Linked DNA regions of Mus musculus: all the other regions are linked to region 5. The links are chromatin contacts, called in public ChIA-PET, HiChIP or PLAC-seq and Micro-C maps. All regions are on one chromosome and are shown on one strand. Each heading gives the region's core, a stretch centred on a gene start, on an enhancer-like site or on the middle of the called end of the contact. The rest is flanking DNA. Distances are from core to core; before and after follow the strand shown. Region 1 holds the start of Fam43b (family with sequence similarity 43, member B). Region 2 holds the start of Usp48 (ubiquitin specific peptidase 48). Region 3 holds the start of Rap1gapos (RAP1 GTPase activating protein, opposite strand). Region 4 holds the start of Cda (cytidine deaminase). Region 5 holds the start of Eif4g3 (eukaryotic translation initiation factor 4 gamma, 3).

What was found. Hi-C and Micro-C count contacts between places; a contact is called where the count stands out from the background. ChIA-PET counts read pairs in DNA pulled down with a chosen protein or histone mark. HiChIP or PLAC-seq counts read pairs in DNA pulled down with a chosen protein or histone mark.
Region 1: a contact with region 5 is called in a Micro-C map of embryonic stem cells, with 2.0 times the contacts expected there. The contact joins the promoter of Fam43b here to the promoter of Eif4g3 in region 5. A contact is called at or near these places in 1 of 484 Hi-C or Micro-C datasets (embryonic stem cells) and 2 of 115 datasets of contacts at active chromatin or transcription factors (large pre-B cells and stem cell-derived neural progenitor cells).
Region 2: a contact with region 5 is called in an RNA polymerase II ChIA-PET map of memory CD8 T cells, with 6 read pairs. The contact joins the promoter of Usp48 here to the promoter of Eif4g3 in region 5. A contact is called at or near these places in 1 of 115 datasets of contacts at active chromatin or transcription factors (memory CD8 T cells) and 1 of 9 other capture datasets (adipose tissue).
Region 3: an HNF4G HiChIP or PLAC-seq map of pancreatic cancer cells shows a contact between it and region 5. The contact joins the promoter of Rap1gapos here to the promoter of Eif4g3 in region 5. A contact is called at or near these places in 1 of 39 promoter capture datasets (liver), 3 of 115 datasets of contacts at active chromatin or transcription factors (the 230-238 cell line, embryonic stem cells and pancreatic cancer cells) and 1 of 9 other capture datasets (pancreatic islet).
Region 4: a contact with region 5 is called in a FOXA1 HiChIP or PLAC-seq map of pancreatic cancer cells. The contact joins the promoter of Cda here to the promoter of Eif4g3 in region 5. A contact is called at or near these places in 1 of 39 promoter capture datasets (embryonic stem cells) and 1 of 115 datasets of contacts at active chromatin or transcription factors (pancreatic cancer cells).

Annotation. Positions count from the first base shown.
Region 1 is chr4:138,395,078-138,397,777 of GRCm38.p6, reverse strand. It overlaps Fam43b (family with sequence similarity 43, member B), which reads left to right and starts at 1,320. Exons shown (of 1, transcript NM_001081672.2): 1 at 1,320-2,700. The coding sequence starts at 1,771.
Region 2 is chr4:137,592,740-137,595,439 of GRCm38.p6, reverse strand. It overlaps Usp48 (ubiquitin specific peptidase 48), which reads right to left and starts at 1,268. Exons shown (of 27, transcript NM_001355588.1): 1 at 924-1,268. The coding sequence starts at 1,057.
Region 3 is chr4:137,705,248-137,707,947 of GRCm38.p6, reverse strand. It overlaps Rap1gapos (RAP1 GTPase activating protein, opposite strand), which reads left to right and starts at 1,342. Exons shown (of 2, transcript NR_138594.1): 1 at 1,342-1,426. Rap1gap (Rap1 GTPase-activating protein) reads right to left here and starts at 481. Exons shown (of 24, transcript NM_001379234.1): 1 at 288-481. The coding sequence starts at 362.
Region 4 is chr4:138,366,518-138,369,217 of GRCm38.p6, reverse strand. Cda (cytidine deaminase) reads left to right here and starts at 1,263. Exons shown (of 4, transcript NM_028176.1): 1 at 1,263-1,428. The coding sequence starts at 1,275.
Region 5 is chr4:137,992,179-137,994,894 of GRCm38.p6, reverse strand. Eif4g3 (eukaryotic translation initiation factor 4 gamma, 3) reads right to left here and starts at 1,439. Exons shown (of 35, transcript NM_172703.3): 1 at 1,268-1,439; 2 at 751-913.

The DNA of each region.
Region 1 (2,700 bases), core at 71-2,570, 400 kb before region 5:
TGAACTCAGGACCTCTGGGAGAGCAGTCGGTGCTCTTCACCACTGAGCCATCACTCCAGCACCTTTTTTTTTTTTTTGGTTTTTCGAGACAAGGTCTCTCTGTGTAGCCCTGGCTGTCCTGGAACTCACTTTGTAGACCAGGCTGGCCTCGAACTCAGAAATCCTCCTGCCTCTGCCTCCCAAGTGCTGGGATTAAAGGTGTGTACCACCACGCCCAGCTCAGGACCCAACTTTTAACTCGTGTTGGCAATAGAGAGCCTTAAAGCCGTGGGACCTGGGGCCCACATAAGAACAGTCCAGGAAGTCTGGAAGCCTGAGGCTTAAACTCAGAGAACTAACTGTGTGTCCTGACATAGGGCTGGTTTTTGTTTGTTTGGTTGGTTTGGTTTTGGTTTGTTTTTTCAGGACTCTAGAGCCCCTCCCCAGAGGATGGAGACAAGTGCCTGGACTCTATGCAGAATGGCCAAAGGTTGGAGGGAAGAGAGAAGGCGAGGGCCAGCTCTGGGGTCACTAGGTTCTGAGTGACCCATCTCCTTCCAACCACATGAGCCTGAACTGCCTTGTCTGAAGGATTTGAGGAGATCGCGAATGCCAAGCACTTGGGAACTCCAAAGTCGGTCTCTGCAGATAGGACATTATCTGTCTAATCTTCAAAGAGCCAGAGGCTGCACTGTGACCAGAGGGAGAGCTTCCCTGCTGCAGTTCCCACAAGTCTCAGGTCTGCTCTGGAAACCCTTTCCCACCATCAAGAATCTTCTCCCCTATTCTGTCCTGACCACCAGCGGTTGCTGGTGTGGTGGTGTGACCGACCAGTCAGTCTCTCAGCTCAGGGGAAGCGGCCTAGTCCACGACCTTGGAGGAACCTGGGAGAAAGCTTCACTAAAAGACAGTACTTTTCCACTGCTCTGCTCTCGGCCACCTCAGCTGGCTTTATGCTGTGCACAGAAGAGGCAAAGGGCACCAAACCCCAGCAGGAACCCACCCCAAATCTCTGCTTTCAGAGAGGAGAGATGCGGGTAGGAACGCTCTGTGGGTGAGGGACAGCAGGCGGGAACCCTAGAAAGAGAAGGGGCTCTCCCTGGGAACTCGGAGTCCACCAGTGAAGCTGGAGAAATTTACATTCGTAAATCCCTCCGCAATATTTTAGGGGATTCCCGTTCCTTCGCTGCCCCTCTATTCTTCATCCTTCCAATGATAAAGCTTAAAACAGTTCCAACGCGCCTGTGCTGGGTCTTGGGAAGCGCGAGTCTGCGCGGAGGGGGCGGGGGAGAGGGAGGGGACAAGAGAGCTAGCGGTACCGCCCGGTGATGCAGGCAGCCAAGGGAGGTGGAGTCGCGACGCCTGAAGGAGTCCCCACCGCAGCGGTGCTCTTGGTCCACCTCATCCAGCAACCACCAGACCCTGCTCTAAAGACGTCCCTGCCACTGACTCGGCGGCAGGGACAGTGGCAATCGCCCCTATAGTCGGGCCTTGGGGACATTTATTGCTCCAAACCCTGTCCCTCCTTGCTTCCCAGACGGCTGGAGTCATTCCTGGGGGAAGCTGCTCCGAGCCGATCAAGCAGCCGCACGGGCATCTCAGCGGACAGCCTGGCTGGGCACCGGGCATCTGCGAAGCCAGCCCCGCCGGATACTGGGCATCTCTCACAAGGACTGTCTTCGGCCGCCGCCCAGCTTGTCGCAAGTCCTGGGCGGTGGGCTTCTGAGCGCCTTTGGCCTTTCCAGGACCCAAGTGAGCTTCCCCGCGCTCCCTGCCCTTTGGGCCGCCGCGATGCTGCCCTGGAGACGGAACAAATTCGTGCTAGTGGAGGACGAGGCCAAGCGCAAGGCGAAGAGCCTGAGCCCCGGGCTCGCCTACACGTCGCTGCTCTCCAGCTTCCTGCGCTCCTGCCCGGACCTGCTACCGGACTGGCCGCTGGAGCGTCTGGGCCGCGTGTTCCGCAGCCGGCGCCAGAAAGTGGAGCTTAACAAGGAGGACCCCACCTACACCGTGTGGTACCTGGGCAACGCCGTCACCCTGCATGCCAAGGGCGACGGCTGCACCGACGACGCTGTGGGCAGGATTTGGGCGCGCTGCGGGCCGGGAGGGGGCACGAAGATGAAACTGACCCTGGGTCCGCACGGCATCCGCATGCAGCCGAGCGAACGCAGCTCCGGGGCTTCGGGGGGCCGCAGACCGGCGCACGCCTACCTGCTGCCGCGCATCACCTACTGCGCGGCGGATGGGCGCCACCCGCGAGTCTTCACCTGGGTCTACCGCCACCAGGCACGCCACAAGGCCGTGGTGCTGCGCTGCCACGCTGTGTTGCTGGCGCGGGCGCACAAGGCGCGCTCCCTGGCCCGCCTGCTCCACCAGACTGCGCTGGCGGCCTTCAGCGACTTCAAGCGGCTGCAGCGCCAGAGCGATGCGCGCCACGTGCGCCAGCAGCATCTCCGTGCGGGGGGCGCCGCCGCCTCGGTACCCCGGGCTCCATTGCGCCGCCTGCTCAACGCCAAGTGCGCTTACCGGCCTCCGCCGGGCGAGCGCGGTCGCGGAGCTCCGCGGCTCAGCAGCATCCAGGAGGAGGATGAGGAGGAGGATGCGGAGGAGGAGGACACCCGGGATAGCGAGGAAGGAGCCCTGCAGCGCGAACGGCCCGAGGTGCTCAGCCTGGCCCGGGAGCTGAGGACGTGCAGCCTGCGGGGTGCCCCGGCACCTCCG
Region 2 (2,700 bases), core at 19-2,518, 400 kb after region 5:
GGTAATTGAACCAAGGGACTCAAGCATAAAACCACCACTCTACTCTCAAGCTAAACCACCAGCACTGTAACTATACACTTCAAATGAGTGCCTCGGTAAAGCTGTTTCAATTCCACACTATACAAATTGATGCCGTTCCAGAACTTCGAGGAGTCTTAATGTCCTTGTGAGCAGACACCTAGAGTTTAGAAAGATGCACCCGCTTTACTTTTGAAAACTTCCTAACTTACATTATATCTCAAATGAGGCACAGCTCTGAAGCCAGGAACCAAGGCTTCCACGTCTTCCACTTTTCCCTACACGCCCGATGACACGGAGCTATGGAGCATGCCTCGGTTTATCAATTCGATTGAACACAGGCCGGTGCAGGCTACGAGGTGGGGATAAGAAAACCACTCTACGCAAAAAAAGATCAGAACCAAGGGCCACGAAGGGGGAGCAGAATTTAAACAGCTAAAAACACTTTACTCTGCAAAGTGGTGTGGAGTTAGGGTGACCAAAAGAAAACACCTATAGGTCAAAGAGAGCCAGCCAATGAGAGCGGGGGACCGATGACGTAGGTTAACCAAAGGGTTTTCTAAACCTGCTCTCTGCAAGTGATACTTAGGTGATCAGGCCTTCTCAGCGTGCAATGACAGGAGATACAATGTCGACGAAGTTCGCTGTCGGCAAGTTCCCCTTTTACAAGCGAAAAGCGCACAGCTATGCCCAAGATCAAACAACACTCCAGCGTTACTTACTAAGCCCTATCTCCAACTATCTCCACCGCCATCTTCAGGATGCGAGCCCAGCAGCCGCATCACTTCGGGGGCTGCGTAGCTCCCGGGTCGTGCAAACTGAAAGGAGATGCAGTAACACCGTGCATCGCCCTGGTTCCCGGTCCCCCGTCCCCCGATCCCGCCTCGGCCACGCGAGGACCTCACCTGCACACGCCTCGGATACAAGGCTCCAGCCAGATGCGGTAGGCGGTCTCGATGTGCTCCTGCGACACCTCCTCGGGCCGCACCGTCTCCGCCCAGCGCCAGGCCGCCTTCTCCAGCTGCAGCCGCGGAGCCATAGCCTTGACCGAGGTAGCACTCGCCGAGCCCGGTGGCCTCCGGCGCCGCCTCCGTCTCCGCCCGAATGGGCACGGGCCCCTGCCAGCCGAAAGAACCCAGCGCTGCCCTCAGACAGGAGAGCAGTCAATCACCTGCGCGCGCCACGGCCGCCGCGCCCGCCCGCCCGCGCCCAGCTCGCACGACCAGCCGCAAAGCGCCGCCGCCGCCGCCGATACCCGACAGACCCCGCGCCTGCGGACGTTGGAGGCGTACGCCCTGCCGCAGTCTGCGCATGCGTGCTCCCAGGAGTCCCTGCGCCGAAAGCCCATGTAATCCGACTGGCGGAAGAAAGCCAAGCGTCTGCCCAAAGGCGACTCGCCACGTCTTTTTTCCGCCATGGTGAAGGCAGCTAGCTACGCTTCAGCCTCCGTCGTCTACTCCGACGAGCGAGAGCTTGCCCTTGCTTTCCACACTTCCCCTGTTACTGTGACAAAGTTACACCATAGAGTACTCAACGCACACCATAGGGCCACCGGGACTGTGAGTGGGACCTGATAATAGCAGAAACCGAGGCAGCCGGAACGCCACAGTCGGATCGAGGATTTCACTTGAGCCTGGGCGAGTTCCGGCTCCTTGCCCGTGCTTTCTGACGTCACGAGGCGTTATGTGGTTTGCGGATGCTACAACGGGACTACATATCCCAGCGTGCAATGCGCTCTGCCACTCGCGGAGCGCGAGGCATCCTGGGGTTTGTAGTCTTCGAAGTGATAGGCTCAGTCTTTGAGTTGCAGGTTGTTTAGAAGCATACACAGGTCTGGGACGTGTTCTTTGCTGTAGGCTGTTGACCAGAGGGTCAACACTTTGACGTCTTAATTCGTTATGGAGTGTACACCCTAGCTCCCTGCTGTGATATTATTTCCTTTTTGCAACTACTTCCCCTTAGACCTAAAAAAGGCTAAACTGAATCACAGCGTTTTGTAACAGAAAAGAGCTATTACAGCTAAAGAGAGAAAATTCCAGGACTTTAAATATGTAAAAGCCCTGTGGGAATTCAAGGACTAATTCCTCCCTTATCTACTCCTCAACCCACCCCACCAGCCCCCAAGTAACCTTGAACTGAAGTCAAGATTTACTGAAGCAAGATTTGGTCCTTTGGTTGAATTTAGGCTGAAAATAAAAAACACAAAAATCTTCTAAGTCAGGACACACACACATACACCTCCTTTCTTAAAGAATTCCTACACCAGTTGGTTGGTGGTGGCACACACTTTTAATCTCAGGAGGCAGAGACAGGTAGATCTCTGAGTTAGTGGGCCAACCTTGTCTACAGAGTGAGTTCCAGGACAGCCAGGGCCACACAGAGAAACCTCGTCTCCTGGAAGGAAAAAAAAAAAAAGTCAAACAAATAAACACTGAATTCCTATACCACTGGTTAACAGTTGAACACTGTTGTGGGGCCCACCTTTAATCCCAGTACTCTGGTGGTGAAGGGTAGAGCCTTGCAAATTTAGTGAGTTTCTTTTTTTGTTGTTTGTTTGTTTTGTGGGGCCCACCTTTAATCCCAGTACTCTGGTGGTGAAGGGTAGAGCCTTGCTAATTTAGTGAGTTTCTTTTTTTGTTGTTTGTTTGTTTGTTTGTTTGTTTGTTTTTTGGAGACAGGGTT
Region 3 (2,700 bases), core at 93-2,592, 290 kb after region 5:
CACCCTATGATATCGCTCCATCTGTGTGGAAAAGGCAGCAGGCAGTCCCAACAACAGTTAAACACACACCCAGTGTCACTGCAGCCCATGGCCACAGTGTCCCTACGTCTGACCCAGGGGCAGCTTTGGAAAACACTAGGGTGCTCCGTGTAGTTCGGGTGTCAGTCCAAAAACATACACACCCACCGTGACGGGGTTCAGGCACAGACTGCCAGACTCTGGGTAGTAAGGCTGACTGATGGCCCTGGGTCCCCAGTCGGCCAGGCCGCCCCTGCCAGGGTCCTCACCTGCCAGCCGGCCCCCGCCGGCAACGAGCCCCTCCGCGGACGGCCATGGGGCGCTGGGGGCCGCGGCTGCGCCATCCCGAGCCCCAGCCCCGGCGGCGCTGTAAGCCGGCCCGGCCCGGGGCCCCGTAGCCCGAGCTCTGCGCTCCTGTCCCGCCCGCCGCCGCTCTGCCTTCTCTGGGCTCACCCTGCTGCCGGGCCCGAGGGGGCGGGGCGCCAGGTGCGGGAGGCGCGGAGGAGGGGCGGGGCGGAAGGCCACCACGCCCACTCGCGGGGCGGCCGGGCAAGGGGCCCAGGACACTGCGCCTGCGCGCGGGAAGCCTCAGGCACTTCTGTGAGCAGCTGTGTCTTCCCAGACTGGAGACCCTGCCTCTGGGCTTCAAGGACAAGGTTCTTGGGACAGCTGTGCCCAGGGAATGCAGGAGTACTGGAGATGGTGCTTAAGCACTTTCTTTGCTGGACCCTTTGCGTGTCTCACCAGATCGCCATAACCAAGGAGGTACAAATGTCTTCACTAGAAAATCATATTCCAAGAGGTGCAATAGCTTTTTTTGCTAGAAAACCCCGGGATCCCTGGAAGAGTCTGAAGCTGCAGAGTCTCTGGCACCTCCATTGGCTCAGTTTACCATCTGTAAATTACAAGGCTTCTGAAACGACACCCCCCACCCCCAACTTGACCCTGAAGTCCTTGTGTCTTAGGCTGGTGCAGCCAGTCTGCAGCAGGGACAGACCCCAAGACAGATGCTGGAGAAGTCTGGATGCTCTAGGGGCAGGACTGTCCTCCAGCTAGGGGCGGGGGGCAGATCTCCTACAGCTTCCCAGAAGTGCTGTCTACTACCCTCTGTCCCCAGGGCCAGGGAGCTCCTGAAAGGAAGGCAGGCAGCACTTTCCCTGCCCTCCCAGACCTGGCCCAGGGTCAGGTTTAGACCTAGAGAGCCAGCGGGAACACCAGAGATGTGCATTCCAGACACCGAGTAGCTTTGGCTTTAATAATTAACAACAGCAAATATTGATTTATGCAACCACTTCCAGGCCTGCACACTTCCGGGTACCCAACACAATGCAGCCAGAAGAGCATCTTTTCCTACCGTGGCCCTGGGGGAGGCCAAAGCTGCTCAAATCACCGGCGATATGTAGGCCAGGTAGAGTGGATGCCGCCTGCGTATGTGTCTAGGTCCTTATCTGTGTACATGTGTGTCTCCAAGGCTAGTCGTGGCTCTACGTGACATACTGCATTGCTGTAGCATAGAAGTACCCGTGGGTAGGAAGGGGTGGGTAGGGACGCCTGGGGGGGTATTTACTTTCTATCTCCTTTATGTGTTCATGAGCAAGTCTGAATACACTATAGATATATGTACTTGTGTCTGTCTGTCTGTCTGAATGTGGTCTGGCTCCCAGGTTAGGTATAGGTAGGCCAAGTATGCACATGTATGCAGATTTTACAGTCCCTGAGTACTGCAGAGGGTAGCTCGGTGTCTATTTAAATGTGGCTCCCCAAAGAAAAGAAAATACAACCCCTGCACAGCTCTGGGGACACAGTAATACTGATTATTTCCAAAGCACTTCCAAAGGCGCTGCCCAGTGACGAGCTGGCAAGGTCAATAGAGAAGACACTCTCAGCCATGCAATGGTGACACACACCTTTAGTCCCAGAACTCAGGAGACAGAGGCAGGTAGATCTTTGTGAGTCCAAGGCCAGCCTGGTCTACAGAGTGTGTTCCAGGACAGCCAGCATTACACAAGGAAACCCTGTCTTGAAAAACTAAAGAAGAAGAAGAAAGAGAAGGAGGAGGAGGAGGAGGCAGAGGAGGGGAGGAGCAACAGTAGCAGCAGCAGCTGTCTACTCTATGTTAGAGGTGGGACTTGCCCTTAGGTACAGGGAGGTTACATGCCCCTCAAACTGGTTCCAGTATCATTGTAAATATGTAACAGAATAGGGTATTGAGGAAAACTGGAGAGTATCCCAGGCAGGTTCCCTCAGCTCACCAATAGCCTGCTGGAAATCCAAATGAGTCACTCTGGGAGCTGGTTTCAGTTCACAGAATGGGTCCTAGTCTGGAGGAGGGGTGCACTGTGGGGCTGTGGCGGTCTGAAGCTCACTGTCTGCGCTGCGTTAGCATGATTGGAAAGTGGGAGCCAACTGGGTGGAGGCCAGGAGGCTGAAGGATAGCGGCTTCCTTGGTAACTGAAGGGCCCACCTTGGGCTCTCTGAGCCTCAGGCTCCGAGGATCTGCAACATTAGCCTTCCCTCCAGATGGAAGGGCCAAAACCCAGGCAGGACAAACAACAGTCCCATGGCCAGGGGGAAGCCTCACTCTCAAACCCAGCTGTTCAAGCAAGTGGCTGCCATCAAGTGGCTGTTTCCTGAGGACTACTGTAGCCTTGTCCAGGGCTGTTGCCCTCCAGGGAAGGCAGG
Region 4 (2,700 bases), core at 14-2,513, 370 kb before region 5:
GCTTGTGGGGTGGGGTGGGGGTGGGAGTGGGGAGATGCTGCCCCGTTCTCTGCTCTCTCCTGCCTTCTTCCTCCCAGTCCTCAGCACCACACAAGCCCTCAGAGAAGCTGCTGATTCACTCCTGCTTGGTGACCATCCGGCGACACTTGGACATGTCTGGCTGTGCTGGCTGCAATCCGGCCCACTCTCTATGGACTTGGCCAAGTCACTTAAGGACAATAAGCCGGTTTGTTTGAAGTGTTCCCATGTGCCACTTCTATATCCTCTCCCCACAGACTCCCTGGACCATATTATCATCTCAGTCTGGTAACCACAGGAAGGGACTGCCAATTGTGCACCCATTTTGTAGATAAGGAAACTGAGGCTCTGAGAGGTAGCGCAGCTCTTCCTGGGAGAGCTAATAAACAGATACCTGGAACCCAAGCCACAGCCCACTCTAATCCAAAGCTCCCACACGTCTGTTGCTACCCCCACTGTAGACAGCAAACGTGCCGACGTCTGACAAGGAACCCACTAACATTTGTGTGTAAGACAAAGAGAACAGCCAGGGTGTAAATCCATTTCCGGTACCACCAACCCAACAAGGTTCATGAAGAGGAAGGAAGGAAGGAAGCGAGGGAGGAAGGGAGGGAAGAAGAAGGAGGGCCCTGTTTCCCTCCAGCTGGGATGGTTTTAATGGCTAGGTTAGGACAGGAAGGAAATGAAGCCAAGCTACTGAAAACAGAGACGTTTCCTCGGCTTCGCATACCTTCTAACTTGGCACGCTGACATGGTTGCCCAAGTTCTGAACTTTCAGCCTGAACCCTTCTCTCGGTGTAAAAAACAAGCCATTAAATATTCTGAGGAATCAGGATCCTTTGAGCTTTGACCTCAGGTGTCACACAGACCCACCCAGAATCCTCCTCCCTGGGACTGTGTCTACAGCCATCCACTGAGGTGGCACCCGCCCTGTGGCCCACTCTTGATCTATGTTGACAGTGAGTGAAGTTGTTAAAGGAAACTGTCTCACTGGTGGGCACCACATACCGGTCCACCGTGGGACCCCCGCAGCTCAGTCGTAAACTCCATATCCTCCGGGCTCCCGCCCTGGGAGACTCACTGGGCTGCCAAGTCCTGGCCAGCATCCCGCCAGCCTGGGAGCCAGCCTCCAGGTCTCCCTCTAGCGCAGGGACACACCCCGGGGGAGGAGCCACCTCTTCTTGGCCAGTGCGGGCAGACGGCCAGCACCGGTTTCCTCTCCTCTGCAGCGACCAGCTCACCCGCCTCGGACCGACATGGCCCAGGAACGCCCCTCCTGTGCTGTGGAGCCCGAGCACGTCCAGCGGCTGCTGCTGTCCTCTCGTGAGGCCAAGAAGTCAGCCTACTGCCCCTACAGCCGCTTCCCTGTGGGGGCTGCCCTGCTCACCGGGGACGGGAGGATCTTCTCTGGTAAGGGCTGTCGCCGGAGTCCACTCTGGGGCAGCATGAATGGGGCCCAGGTACAGGTGAAGAGGAGAAACAGCGTGGTCCCCTCCTCACTGCTCCTCCCCTGCTCTCACCGAGGCTGTGGGCTCACTCAACTGCTTATCTGCACAGTGCCTCTCTGTTCTTAGAAGTCTGGAGTGGGGAAGGGAATTTGCACGTGAGATTAGAGGGAGAAGCCAAAATGAAAACCGTCCACGACCTGCATGGCAGGAGACTCGGATTACTTACTGAGTGTCCTGTATGCCCAGTATTCACCTCCCATCCGTTAGTTCTTTCTCTGACCTCCTGCCCAATATTAGACCCATTTTAAGATGAAGAAGTTGAGGCCAGAGGCATGTCCTAAGTTACAGGAGGCACTGGTGATGGGACCCAGGGCTGGACCTCCCAAAGCCCCACCTTCCTGCACCCTGGGGTGCTGGGATTGGCTGGGGAGGGATGGCATCAGGCAGACAGAGCGTTGTTTGTTTGTTTGTTTGTTTGTTTTTGGAGGAGAGGATCCAGACACCGTCTGGGAATCCAGCAGTCTTTACTGAGTTAACAGGATCTGCCCTGAGCTCATGTTTATAGACCCTCAAGCAGGCCAGAATGGGCTGCAGCTATGGTGTGGTACTCGCTCACACAAGGGTCTGGGTTTAGGGGAACAAAAGGAGGGGAAAGAGAATAAGGGAAGGAGAGAGTGGTAGAGAAGGAGAAGGGAGGGAAGGAGGAAGAGAGGGAGGAAGAAGGGGAGGAGGGAGGGAAGGAAGGAGGAGGGAGGAGAGGAGGGAGGAAGGGAAGGAAAAGAAAGGAGGGTGGAGGGGGAAGGGAAGAAGGAAGGGAAGGGAGGAGGGAAGGAAGGAGAAAGGAGGAGGAAAGAAGGGAGCTTGGTAAACTTAAGGACATGTTCAGTTGGGACATGGTGTGGACAGGTGACAACTACAGTGCCCATTCGTATGCCTTGTTGACTGAGCCTCTGTGAGCTTCATGAATCACCCAGCTGTGTGACAAAACCTTCCCTGGGGAGATGCAACACAAGTCTACTCACCCCAGAGAGGGAGCCCACAACAGGTCGAAGTACAGATACCTCCAAAGTCCAACTTGGTGAACCAACTGGACTTACCTACAGGAATATGGGTGAGGGGTCACTTACAGGAGCAGAAAGGACTCAAAAAACCCAGCTGTATCACCAAGGCCCACCCCAGCATGGGTACCAGCTTCCAACGCTGGGAAACTGGAGTTGACTGCACAGCCTGCAGG
Region 5 (2,716 bases), core at 190-2,689:
CCCTCCAGACACCACCCTACGGAGCAGCAAACTTACTAAAGCCCTTTAAAAAAGATATACAGCGTTAACACCAGTCTTAGAAGAAGTGAGACTTCTGGGGGTACTGGGTAATGTGAGTTAACTTCCTCTTCCTTTAGAAAGGTCAAAGACAGGGAAGCGCCCAGTGTAACATTTCCTCCTTAGCCGGCTCCACCACAAGCCACAACACAACTCTAATTGCTTAAAAAAATAAAATACGATAAAATAAAATAAAACAAAACACTAGCGGGGGGGGGTGCTTTTTGTACACTTGCAGTAAAGACTGAAGACCCAACTTACCTCAGGAATGAGCTGATTCGTTTCCAACAGAAAATTTAGCAATAAACTTTGCTATGAATCCTAAATAATAATTAGAGAGGCTACCGAGCCCCGCAGAAGGCAGGGCCTCCCAACAGTCAGAAAAGCCTTGCCCGCAGGGCTGGTCCTAGGCACCAGCAAATTCTGCCCAAGAAAGGGGAGGGAGCAGCCAAGGGCAGGGTTCCCCCCAGATCCACAAGAGCTGCAGAGGCACGGCCCGGTGGAGCTAGTAGTGTTCACGGTACCGCAGAGGGTCCCGGGGTCCCCAGCAATGCTGTCACCGGTGCACCCCAAAAGCTCGGGTCAAGCCGGGAGCAGAGCGGCTGCCCGTCCCTTTTCTGGCCGGGCTATGACGGCAGGCAAGGAGGTTCCCACCGAGGGTCGCTCTGGACCGCCGGAAGGTGAAAAGGATACTGTTGGGGCGCCGGGGTCTGGAGGGCCCTGATGTTCGGGTGAGGAGGGGCCGCCGCTGCCGCTACTGCCGCCGCCGCCGCCGCTGCCGCCGGATGAGGAGGCGGTACCGCCGCCGCCGCCGCCGCTCCGGTGCCGGGTCCGGTTCCTGCTGCAGCCGCTGAGCCTGATTTCAGAGCCGGTTTCTGCGGTAAACTCATGGCAAAGCGAAGCCACCAACCCCCCCAGAGCGGGACCGGGCGCGCCGGGGTGCAGGGGCCGGGGGCAGCGGAGGGGCGGGATGGGGGCAGACCCGGGGAGGCGGCGGGAGCGGGGGGCCGGGGGGAGGCTGGGAGGAGGAGGAGGAGGGGGCCGGGACCGGTCACACACGCCCTCCGCCGCCGCCGCCTCCGCCGCCGCCGCCGCGGGCAGCAGCAGCCGCCCCGCGGGCCAGCACCACCGGCTGCCGGTCTCCGTGACAACGCGACCCCGGGGAGGGGGGGGCCGGACCCGGCAGGGGCAGGAGGCGGAGAGACCGGACCTTTCACGGCAATATCCTCATGGGCCGGCGGCGGGGGGTCTCTGTCCCCCTCCCCGGGGGAAGCGGCGCCCTTCTCGGTAGCGGGGCTCGGGCGATGCGGACGGATTTTCTTCACTCAACGAGCAGAGCATCCAACATGGCGCTGCGGCCGCCTCCAGCAGTCCGGCAGGACGGCCGCTCGGAGCTTTTCGGCCCTTTTCGGAAGGACTCGGCAGACCGAGGGTGGCAAGCTCTCTCGGCTATTTCCGGAGACCGCGAGCGGCCGGGCTTCTTCGGGAGCGCTCGGGAGCGCCTTCGGCCGCTGTTCGGGAACGCCGCAGGAGCTGACACTCTTTCTCGGGAAAGATCGGTGATCCGGGACGGCTGAGGATCTCCGCGGCGCGGTGCGGAGCTGAGGGAGAGACCGAAGGGCACGTCTGTAGGGAGAGAGCTCAGCCTCGAAGAACAATAGTAACGGCACCCGAGGCCGCGGTCCGTCGAGACCTGCCAAGCAAGCGTCGAGAGGCGGCGGAGCGGAAAAACCGAGGCGCTGCGGAGGGAACCGCTAAGCCAGAGCACAAACCGACAGTTAGGAACCCGCCCGCCTCAAGGACTTATTAACATAACAGATGCCACTCGCCGGCCCTTGACGTCGCCAGCCATGGGCATTATGTCGACACGTCGTCCTCAGATGCCCAAAGTGCGAAATGGAACGAGGAGCCCCATTTTGCAGAGGAGGCCCCGGAGAAGAAAAGTGACTGCCCCAAGGTCGCCTGGCTGGGAAGGGATGGAGCGGATTCAGAAACGGGATCCCACCTTCTCTAGGATGAACCTTACCCTTCTAGGATGCAAAATGGCCTGCCTTGCCAGAAACTGACCCTAAGCTCTGTAGAGTGGATATCTTCCCACAGTCTTCCCCAAGACTGGAGGGGCCTTTGACTACAACCTGTAGTCGGCTGCCCATCTTCTTTTGCTTGGCTAACTCCTGTGGATAAGGTCTCCTCCCCCCACATCCATTCACACTTTGCACACCACACCTGCGCCCCTCAATAGAGGCATTGTCCCCAGGACACAGTAACATTGACAGAAAAGGAGTCGCAGACACCTCCGAACTGTGCAGATATGGAGTACTGCATTAGCTCATATAATCCCAAGAAATAGGTAAATACCTATTCTTACAAATGAAGACTCTGGGGTCCAAAGAAGTTTAGCTATCATCTACACTATTAAAAAAAAATTTTTTTTGAGGCAGCTCAAAGCTGACAGGAGACTTTGCCAAGGTCACATGACCAACGTGGACAGAGGTAAAATTAGTGTCCTGTGTCCTGTGTGCTTGAGTTGCAAACGTTAGGACCCAAGTGCAGACTCCAGAATTCACTCAGGAAAAGTCTGGTGTGCGAGAGGTGTATACAGTCCCAGCATTGAGGTGAAGACCAACAGTTCCCTGAGGCTCACTGGTCACAGCCCACT